Regions from separate parts of the Mus musculus genome. Here all the other regions are linked to region 1. A link is a contact called in public HiChIP or PLAC-seq and promoter capture Hi-C data. All regions are on one chromosome and are shown on one strand. Each heading gives the region's core, a stretch centred on a gene start, on an enhancer-like site or on the middle of the called end of the contact. The rest is flanking DNA. Distances are from core to core; before and after follow the strand shown.

What was found. Promoter capture Hi-C pulls out the DNA fragments that hold promoters and counts their contacts. HiChIP or PLAC-seq counts read pairs in DNA pulled down with a chosen protein or histone mark.
Region 2: an H3K27ac HiChIP or PLAC-seq map of microglia shows a contact between it and region 1, with 4 times the contacts expected there. The contact joins the enhancer-like site here to the promoter of Tfec in region 1. A contact is called at or near these places in 4 of 39 promoter capture datasets (the HPC-7 cell line, liver and pre-B cells), 1 of 484 Hi-C or Micro-C datasets (bone marrow-derived macrophages) and 3 of 115 datasets of contacts at active chromatin or transcription factors (bone marrow-derived dendritic cells, bone marrow-derived macrophages and microglia).
Region 3: a promoter capture Hi-C map of hippocampal neurons shows a contact between it and region 1, with 2.2 times the contacts expected there. The contact joins the promoter of Met here to the promoter of Tfec in region 1. A contact is called at or near these places in 1 of 39 promoter capture datasets (hippocampal neurons) and 2 of 115 datasets of contacts at active chromatin or transcription factors (bone marrow-derived macrophages and pancreatic cancer cells).

The regions. Positions count from the first base shown.
Region 1 is chr6:16,897,130-16,899,747 of GRCm38.p6, forward strand. It overlaps Tfec (transcription factor EC), which reads right to left and starts at 1,312. Exons shown (of 7, transcript NM_031198.3): 1 at 1,132-1,312.
Region 2 is chr6:17,610,266-17,612,883 of GRCm38.p6, forward strand. No RefSeq gene overlaps it. Among named protein-coding and RNA genes, the nearest start is that of Capza2, 25 kb to the right of the region's middle. Within about 2 kb of position 1,281, at least 75 of the 459 cell types and tissues checked have an H3K27ac peak or open chromatin away from gene starts, as enhancers often do. A contact at or near this core is called in bone marrow-derived dendritic cells, bone marrow-derived macrophages and microglia, where this site is marked.
Region 3 is chr6:17,462,647-17,465,264 of GRCm38.p6, forward strand. Met (met proto-oncogene) reads left to right here and starts at 1,311. Exons shown (of 22, transcript NM_008591.2): 1 at 1,311-1,602.

The DNA.
Region 1 (2,618 bases), core at 62-2,561:
AAAGTCACAAAATCCACGAAACAAACAAAGTGTAGATATGTAGTCCACTGAGTCCATAGCTTTAAAGGTTTCTTTAAATACTCAAGTGTAAACCTCAAGTTTGACCTATTTAAGGTTGCTTCCACCAAATACGGAAAAGATTTAATTCAACAGCTACTTGAAAGTGTCTAGCCACAATCAGCTCCATGTAAGACCCGAGGGAAGCACCCTTCTCGCAGGATCTTGCTGAACTCTCATTCTGTTTTAGCTTTCTTTGTTGACAAAGCCTTTGAGCAGGGAAAAATTGTCAAGTACACTGAAAACTCTTTATCACTAAATGAGGCTTCTAGCAAATAAATTACCAATGAACAACTCAAGCAAAATTAAATATTACCTCAGGTTCATTATTGTTCTCAAAATGTCTATTCCTAATAATGTGGGATAGTATTGATAATCTAGAATAACCACAGAAACAAATCTATGTGCATATAACACCTCTTTATTTATATTTGTGCACATACAGAGAAATAATCCTGGCCCTAATTTTTAGGGCTTTGTTTCAATTTAAAATTATTACTTTAAAAGTTACTGGTTTAGTATACTTGAAATCTCCTAAGCAAAATAATTAGATCTACATATGTACAAAAGGAATACCATAACCTAACCTTGGGAAAAGAACACATGCTAAAATCCTATCTGGTGTTATTATCTGTGAAGAACAAATATTCTTATATATTCTTAACTTTAAAAAAAAACAATAAAACAGACAATGTTTGAATGTAAATTGAAATTAACATTTACTCATAAAATACCATACGATGCAATAAAATGTTAAATTATATTCCAATTTAGTAAATATCTGAAAATATTAAACTAGAAGAAATTCCCTAGGTTATCATAAACTAAAACAGTGATTTCTACATCTTGATTAAAATAGAAATTGATAGCATTCCCGTTATATCTCATCCACATTATAGCGAATCGTAGCTTGGCTGCTCTAAGGTCCTGATACCTGACTACCATGCAAGATGAAACCATAATTACAAGAGAGCTATGCATATTATCAAGGCAAAACAGGTATTGATTGAACTTGTCATCATATTTGTTTAAAGCACAGAAAATTAACCTTAACCTTCCAGTTTGGTTACCTACCAGCACTGATTGGATTCTAGGTGTGTCATCGCGGCTACAAACAGCTCCAAATTACAGCCCCTCGTCTCATAACCTAAGCACAAAAGTCAAGGGTCTGCTCAAGAAGAATAAATGGTTTGAACAGCTTGGAATCCGCTTAGTTGAGGAAGGAGAAAAGAGAAGTCACCCATTAGGGCATTTCCTGGACTCTGGTTGGAATTTCAGTTAAGGAAGAAGAAATGACACAGCAGTTTTAAGTTAAGGCGACTTCCTTTCTTTATCAGAAATGTGCTACTAATTTGAGAAACAGCATTCCAGAAAAACTACTCCAGTGGTGTGACTACAGTAAAAATCCTCTCATTGATGCCGTTATTGCCCCATAATAAACATTTTTCCCCAGAATTTACAATGGCAGTATGTGGTTATTAGCTCAGTGGACTAAGACCCCACAGTTATTGCAACACATTCTGCCTTACAAGTAAGTTTCTTCAGAACACTGTCCTTGCCCACTTTCAGTTAGGAATTACACTTTGACTTAGAATTGTTATTGTTTGAGTTTTTGTTTTAAGACTATTTCCTGAATTTTATATAATGCGAGTTTTCTTACTTCCCAATTTGTTCTCAAAGACTTCATAACCAAGAATAATTGATCTTCCCAAGAAGATTAGACAGAAACATAAAATTGAACTTTGGATGTATATGTGTGTGTGCTTGTGTGTGTACATATATAATATATATGAGTACATATATATTATATATTTCTATATACTATATATTAATGCTATATTATTGCATGTATAGTATATACTACATATAGTGTATATTCTACTATTTTATATATATATATATATATATATATATACAAATAGCTTTCCTCTTGACCCTCAAACCCTCAAAGCTGCCTTTCAAATATCTCTCTTTCTTTCTTTCTACTCAATCAGACATTATTGATGTCAGGAGCTTTCAGCCAGAATCACAAATGACTCTATTAAGAACCCATTTTAGGAGTAAGTACACTAATCTAATTTTCAAAACAAAACATAAATGTTTTCTATACCAGAATTTGATACACTTTTCCTGTAAGGCATATAATAAGAAGCATTTTGAACTTTTGGGGGTGCAACCCATTCATGGCTTCCCAGTTCTGCTGCAGTAATGGCGTACTTACGAGGTCCACAAATGCATGACCACAGCACCTCGAGCTGTTTGTCTCCATTCAGAGGCTCCAGAGAAGTCTGTGTCCCCTGCCTGTGATTTCACATCTTATGTCCTCTCCTAAATCCATTCTAGTCAAGCTCTTAAAAACTACTGAACAGAACACCTCAACTAGGCTTATCAATATTACTACTGGCAGTAATTTATCAGTCCCAACATATTTTCCATATCAACAGCATGTGCTTAATAAGCCTTTAATATCTTCTTCCATTTGTATCAATGCACACTAATAATCAGTCTCACTGCCTTCATTTTCATGCGTTTTCAGGGTACCACAGTAAGACATTCTTCTA
Region 2 (2,618 bases), core at 31-2,530, 710 kb after region 1:
ATGTCTCCGTGGCTTCTGCTTCAGTTTCTGCCTCTGAGTCTTGACTTGAAATCCTACCCTGACTTCCCTCTAAATGGTTGTTATCTGAACATGTCAAATAAAGTAAACTCTTTCTTCCTCAAGTTGCTTTTGGCCATGGTATTTTATCACAGCTGTAGAAACCCTAACTAAAGCACACATATACCCACACACAATACACACATGCCTATAACAAACATATGCTTTATTACATCCAAGAGATAATCAGCAGTGTGAAAGGCTTGCTAAAGAAAGGAAGATCTTTACCTAATGTCTAGAGAGTATAGCAGACTTCAAAAATTAAACACCAATAAAATAAAATCATACCGTTAGTAAGTGAGCTAATGAATTAAATAGATAGTTCTCAAAAGACGGAGTACAAATGGTCCATGGCATTTGAAGGAGGATTCAATCTCCTTAATTATCAGGAAAATAAAAATTAAGGCTGCACCAACATTCCATTATACCCTAATCAGAATGACTGTCATCAAAATGAACCATCAATGCTGGCAAGGATGTAGGGCAAGATGAACTCTTACACACTGCTAATGGGAATATAAACTATTATACACTCAATGGAAGTGAGTATAGTGGTTCCTAAAACAACCACAAATAAAAATGTCAGATGACCAATTCTTGATAAATATTCAAAGTAAGCCTATCACAGAAATATTTGCCTACCCACACCTATTGAATTACTAATCATAATAACCAAGATCTGAAACCAACTGATATATTGTCCATTCATAGATGAATTGTTGAAGAAAATGTGATACAAGCCAGGTGGTGGTGGTGGTGGTAGTGGTGGTGAATGCCTGAGTTCAGGGCTAGCCTGGTCTACAAGTAAAACAGGACAGTCAGGACTACACAGAGAAACCCTGTCTTGAAAGCCTCCCCCAAAATAATAAAAGAAAAGAAAAAGCAAAGAAAGAAAGAGAAAAGAAAAGAATGGAAGTATGACATCTGCAAAAAAAAAAAAAAAAATTGTATGGAACTCGAAATCATTACATTTCAAAAAACCAAACAAAGTAAGTCACATTCAGAAAGACAAATGGCATGTATTGAATCTAGATCTGTGTTTGTGTGTGTGTAGGACATGAAGGAAAGAAAGAGAGGAGGAGTAAGATTAAAGATGAGGGAGAGAGGGGACCAAGAAGAGATAATCAAATAAATGTCACGAAATCGGGAAGAGGAGCTATTTGGGGTGAGGCTGGGGGACCAGAAAGAAGTGTGTGGGAGAGAGGGGAAACCAAACGGGAAGTGAAAACATACAATGTACAGTCACAAAGCTCGGTAAGAGCCGTAGCGAAGCCCATTGGTTTCTGCTAGCAAAAATAGATCTTAGGAAATATTCAGGAAAATATACTCTGTCATTAACCAGATGGGAAAGACAAGTTTATTATTCTTTTAAAAGCAGACTCTATATATGTCAGAGTTTGGGATCACCCCGAGGCCAACTGTGCGATGGCGGTCACTGGATGAGAGATTTACTTAAGAGGGTTTAGAAACAGCCACTCTGAGAAGAAATTTGAGGAAGCAGTGTTGAGGAGAGGAGCTTCAGTACCATCAAGTGAAGCAATCAGCCAGCAAGACAGGGCGTTCTGAGGTGGGGTTGTCCCTGTTGAGCTTTCCTGGCTGTGCGTTGGGATGAATCTTTTTTTATGCCTACATTGATCAGTCATTAGACACAAGGCACCTGACTTGACAGTGGCCACAGGAGCTTTCTTCTGCTGAAGCCATCCACATCAGGAACTAGGTTGAGAGCTTTTGTCCACAGTGCACCTAGGATCTTGGGATGAGGAGGTCTTTTAGTCAGTACTGCCATGTGTGTAGAGGTGGGTGTAGTGTGTCTGTATGTACATGGCTTCAGACACTGGAGACCATCCTCAGATATAGTTCCTCAAGTGCTTTAGTGCTTTGTTTTGTCTTGTCTTGTTTGTTTTGTTTGAGACAGTATCTTACTGTGTGACCATGACTGGCTTGCAACTGCCTTCATAGTCCTATCTAGTCTTAGACTCACAGAGACTCCACCTGCCTCTGTCTCTTGAGTATTAAGATCAAAGGACCAACCATTTTTGTTTGTAAAAGTGGCCTGGAATTCCCTGAATAAGGCAGGGTGGCTGACCCATGATTGACAGGGATTCACTTCTCTTTCCCTTTCCAGAGCTGGGATTACAAGTGAGTGACACCACGTGTAGATTTTTTTATATGGTTTCTAGGGATCTAATTAAGGTCATCTTGCTTGTGTAGTGAATGCATTACTGACTGAGCAACGTCCCCACTCTAAAAAGTTCTTCATTATTAGAGGGATGGGGCAAGTCTATTAGAGGACGAGTTTACATCTGCTATTTTTCATAAACAGTGGTTTAGATTTTGAGAAAAGGTATAAGTCAGAGAGTCCAAGCTACAAAACACATTATTTAGGAGCAGAGTAGACTCTCAGACAAACGGGAAGAAAGCCAGGCTCACAAGTGAAGACGAAACAAAGCCCAGGATGAGGTGTGTCTGTCCAGAGTGCCATGCATGTTTTCTGCTGGCGAAGGTGAAAGCAGTAAACCAGACCTTATTTGGCAGTATGACTCAGACTAGCATTCACAGAT
Region 3 (2,618 bases), core at 61-2,560, 570 kb after region 1:
AGCTGTGTGAGCTTCCTAGGAATTCGTACGGGCTGTTTTATTCATCTGCAAAATGATTCCGTGCAGGCCTCCAAAACTGTAATAGGAACTTTCCTTTTCCATCAAACTGAGGAGTGGTGAGGTAAACTGCTCTTGGGACTGAAATAGCTCTGTCTAGTGTCTGGTAATGTACTGAACACATACATAGCGCAGTTATAAGAAATGTATGAGACCTTCCTTGTCTTTGCTCTGTGTGTAAGACGTGTCCCCTGCACCTGTATAGTGGCTGTGGCTTGAATGACTCTCAAAGTTACTTCTATACATACCTCTATGTCCATTATCGAATCAGCTCTTCTGACAATTGGAAAGAACTCCTATTCTAAAAGGCAATGGATTCCTTAGATCCTTTCACCTTATTGTATCCTTGTAGGGAAATGCAAAATTTTAGAAACGATTCTAATAAACGAATCTTCCTAAGTAAATCCTTTTCAATTTCTTTTAATATTCGAGATTTGAACTTATGTGTTGGATTTGTTAGTTGCTATTTGTCTATGTAACCGCCTTGTGTCCATTTGTCTATTTAATTACCCTGTGTCCAGCTATGAGGAAAAAAAAGTGAAAATTAACCAGAAGCCTCCCCTGGGTTAAACTCCTGGGGTTCTTCCAGAAATCTGAGAAATTATACTAGGGGGATAATGATTGCAAAATGAAATCATTGGGACAATCCGTCCATGCACTCCCAACATTGTCTGTGACAATGAGCGCCTTGTTTCCGTGGCGCCTAGATCTCTGTCCACGCGGGTGAGTGCGGGGCCGCCACCTCGGGCGTGAGAGAGGCTGCAGCTCCGGGGTGCGCCAGGGGGTGCGTGCGCTTTGCGCGGGTGACTTTGGAGCACCAGGAGGGGGAGACTCGGGGCCACTGATCTCCCTCTGCGCTGGCTTCAGACTCCAGAACTGGAGGAGGAAGAGAAAGCGCATAGCTGGGGAGAGGGAAACTTCTCCACCTAGAAAGTTTCACCTTGCCGAGGGCGGGGGGTGGGGCGGGGCTTGAGGAAGTGCGACCCCCCGGGCTAAGCGTACTGGCTGCGGGAAGGGCGGGGACGCCAACCCCCCCCCCCCCAACCCTCCAAGGGTGGTGCCAGTCCCCATCTCGGGCCCCAGGAGGGACCGTTGGGGACAAACCTAGAGCGACAGGGACGAACAGACACGTGCTGGGGCGGGTACCCGGGTCTCTTCGCCTCCAGCCCGGACGCGCCCGGGCGCCGCTGTTGCCCGGCTGAGTCACGGGCCGGGCAGGGCGCGTGTGGGAAGGGGCGGAGCAGTCCGAGGGCGCTCGGCGGGGTTCGGCCCGGGCCGCAGGTGACCCGGACGGCCTCGCCGCCCGCAGCGTCCGAGCCCGGGTGACCCTGTGCGGAGCCAGATGCTGGGCGACCGCTGACTCGCTGGAGAAGGGCGGAGCGCGCGGGTGGTCCCCAGCCGGCTGACTTCGGCGCCGCGCGCTCCGGGCACCCCAAGGTACAAACTCCAGCCGCGTCGATCAGGCACCCAGCCTCTCCCAGCCCCTCTGCTTTCTTTGTTCCACTAAGGGAACTGGCTACTGCTCTGGAGGACAAGACCACCGAGGTGGGTGCGAGCCCGGGGGCTTAGGAAACTGAAGGTATGGGGTCGGGGAGGTGCAAACTAGAATTGAGCTTGTCGCTTTAGAAGGAGTGTTGTTGACGGCCACCTGTGTGACTCAGGGGCGCCAAGAGCATTAGGTGCTCCAGGGCTGCTGTAGCTCTGCAAGTTTCACCTCTGGGATCTGACTCAGCCCTTACAGAAGGGATCGGTCACCCTGTCCAGGGTGATACAGCCGGCAAGGTTTGAGCCCAGCTATTTCCTTGTTCCTAGTCTTGCTTTATCTGCCTTGAGGGAGCGCGCGAGGAGGGGGTGGGGGTGTCTTTCTCAAGGGCAGGTGTTTCTGGGATGGTCTGAATTTTTTATTCCTGGCAAACACACGGAGGGTGTGATCCATCATTTTCTATCCCACTTTATCTTTTTTTTTTCCTGGGACTCAGTGGAGGTGAAATACATTATAACCAGAGGTCAGGTAGTCTGGCTAGTAGCGGTGTAATTATTAAAAGACCAAAGAAAGTACAATGCAGAATTTATTCCAAACTGTGGTTTCCCATTTCCTACCTTTTTATGTTTAGAAGAGCCATTTGCTAATTTGGCAGTTGGCAGGGGTTCTAGGGGCTCACGCATGAATGCTCGTCCAGTGGCTTTTCCCTTATCACAGGCTTCTGTTCAAAGCAGCTCTGGGGCAGAATGAAAAATTGTCAACTTTCTTAAGCAAAATAATCAGGAGGCTCTAATGGCCAAGTTAAAACGGTCCATGACTATGAGGAGATTGTAAACGCTGTAACTGGATAGAATATAGACAGAATTTTAGGAAGACTGTCAGCATTTTGTAGCATTGGGTGGAGGTTTATTCTGTCGCTTCCAGCAGCCAGCCACACACACACACATTGCCATGCAAATGGATTCAGCAGAACGTTATTTTCCTTTATAGCTCAACTATTATAGCTGACTAATGAATTTCCTCTGCATGGAGATGATCTGAAAACGATGTACACGGTGTTTCCCTTTGCTACTGGGAC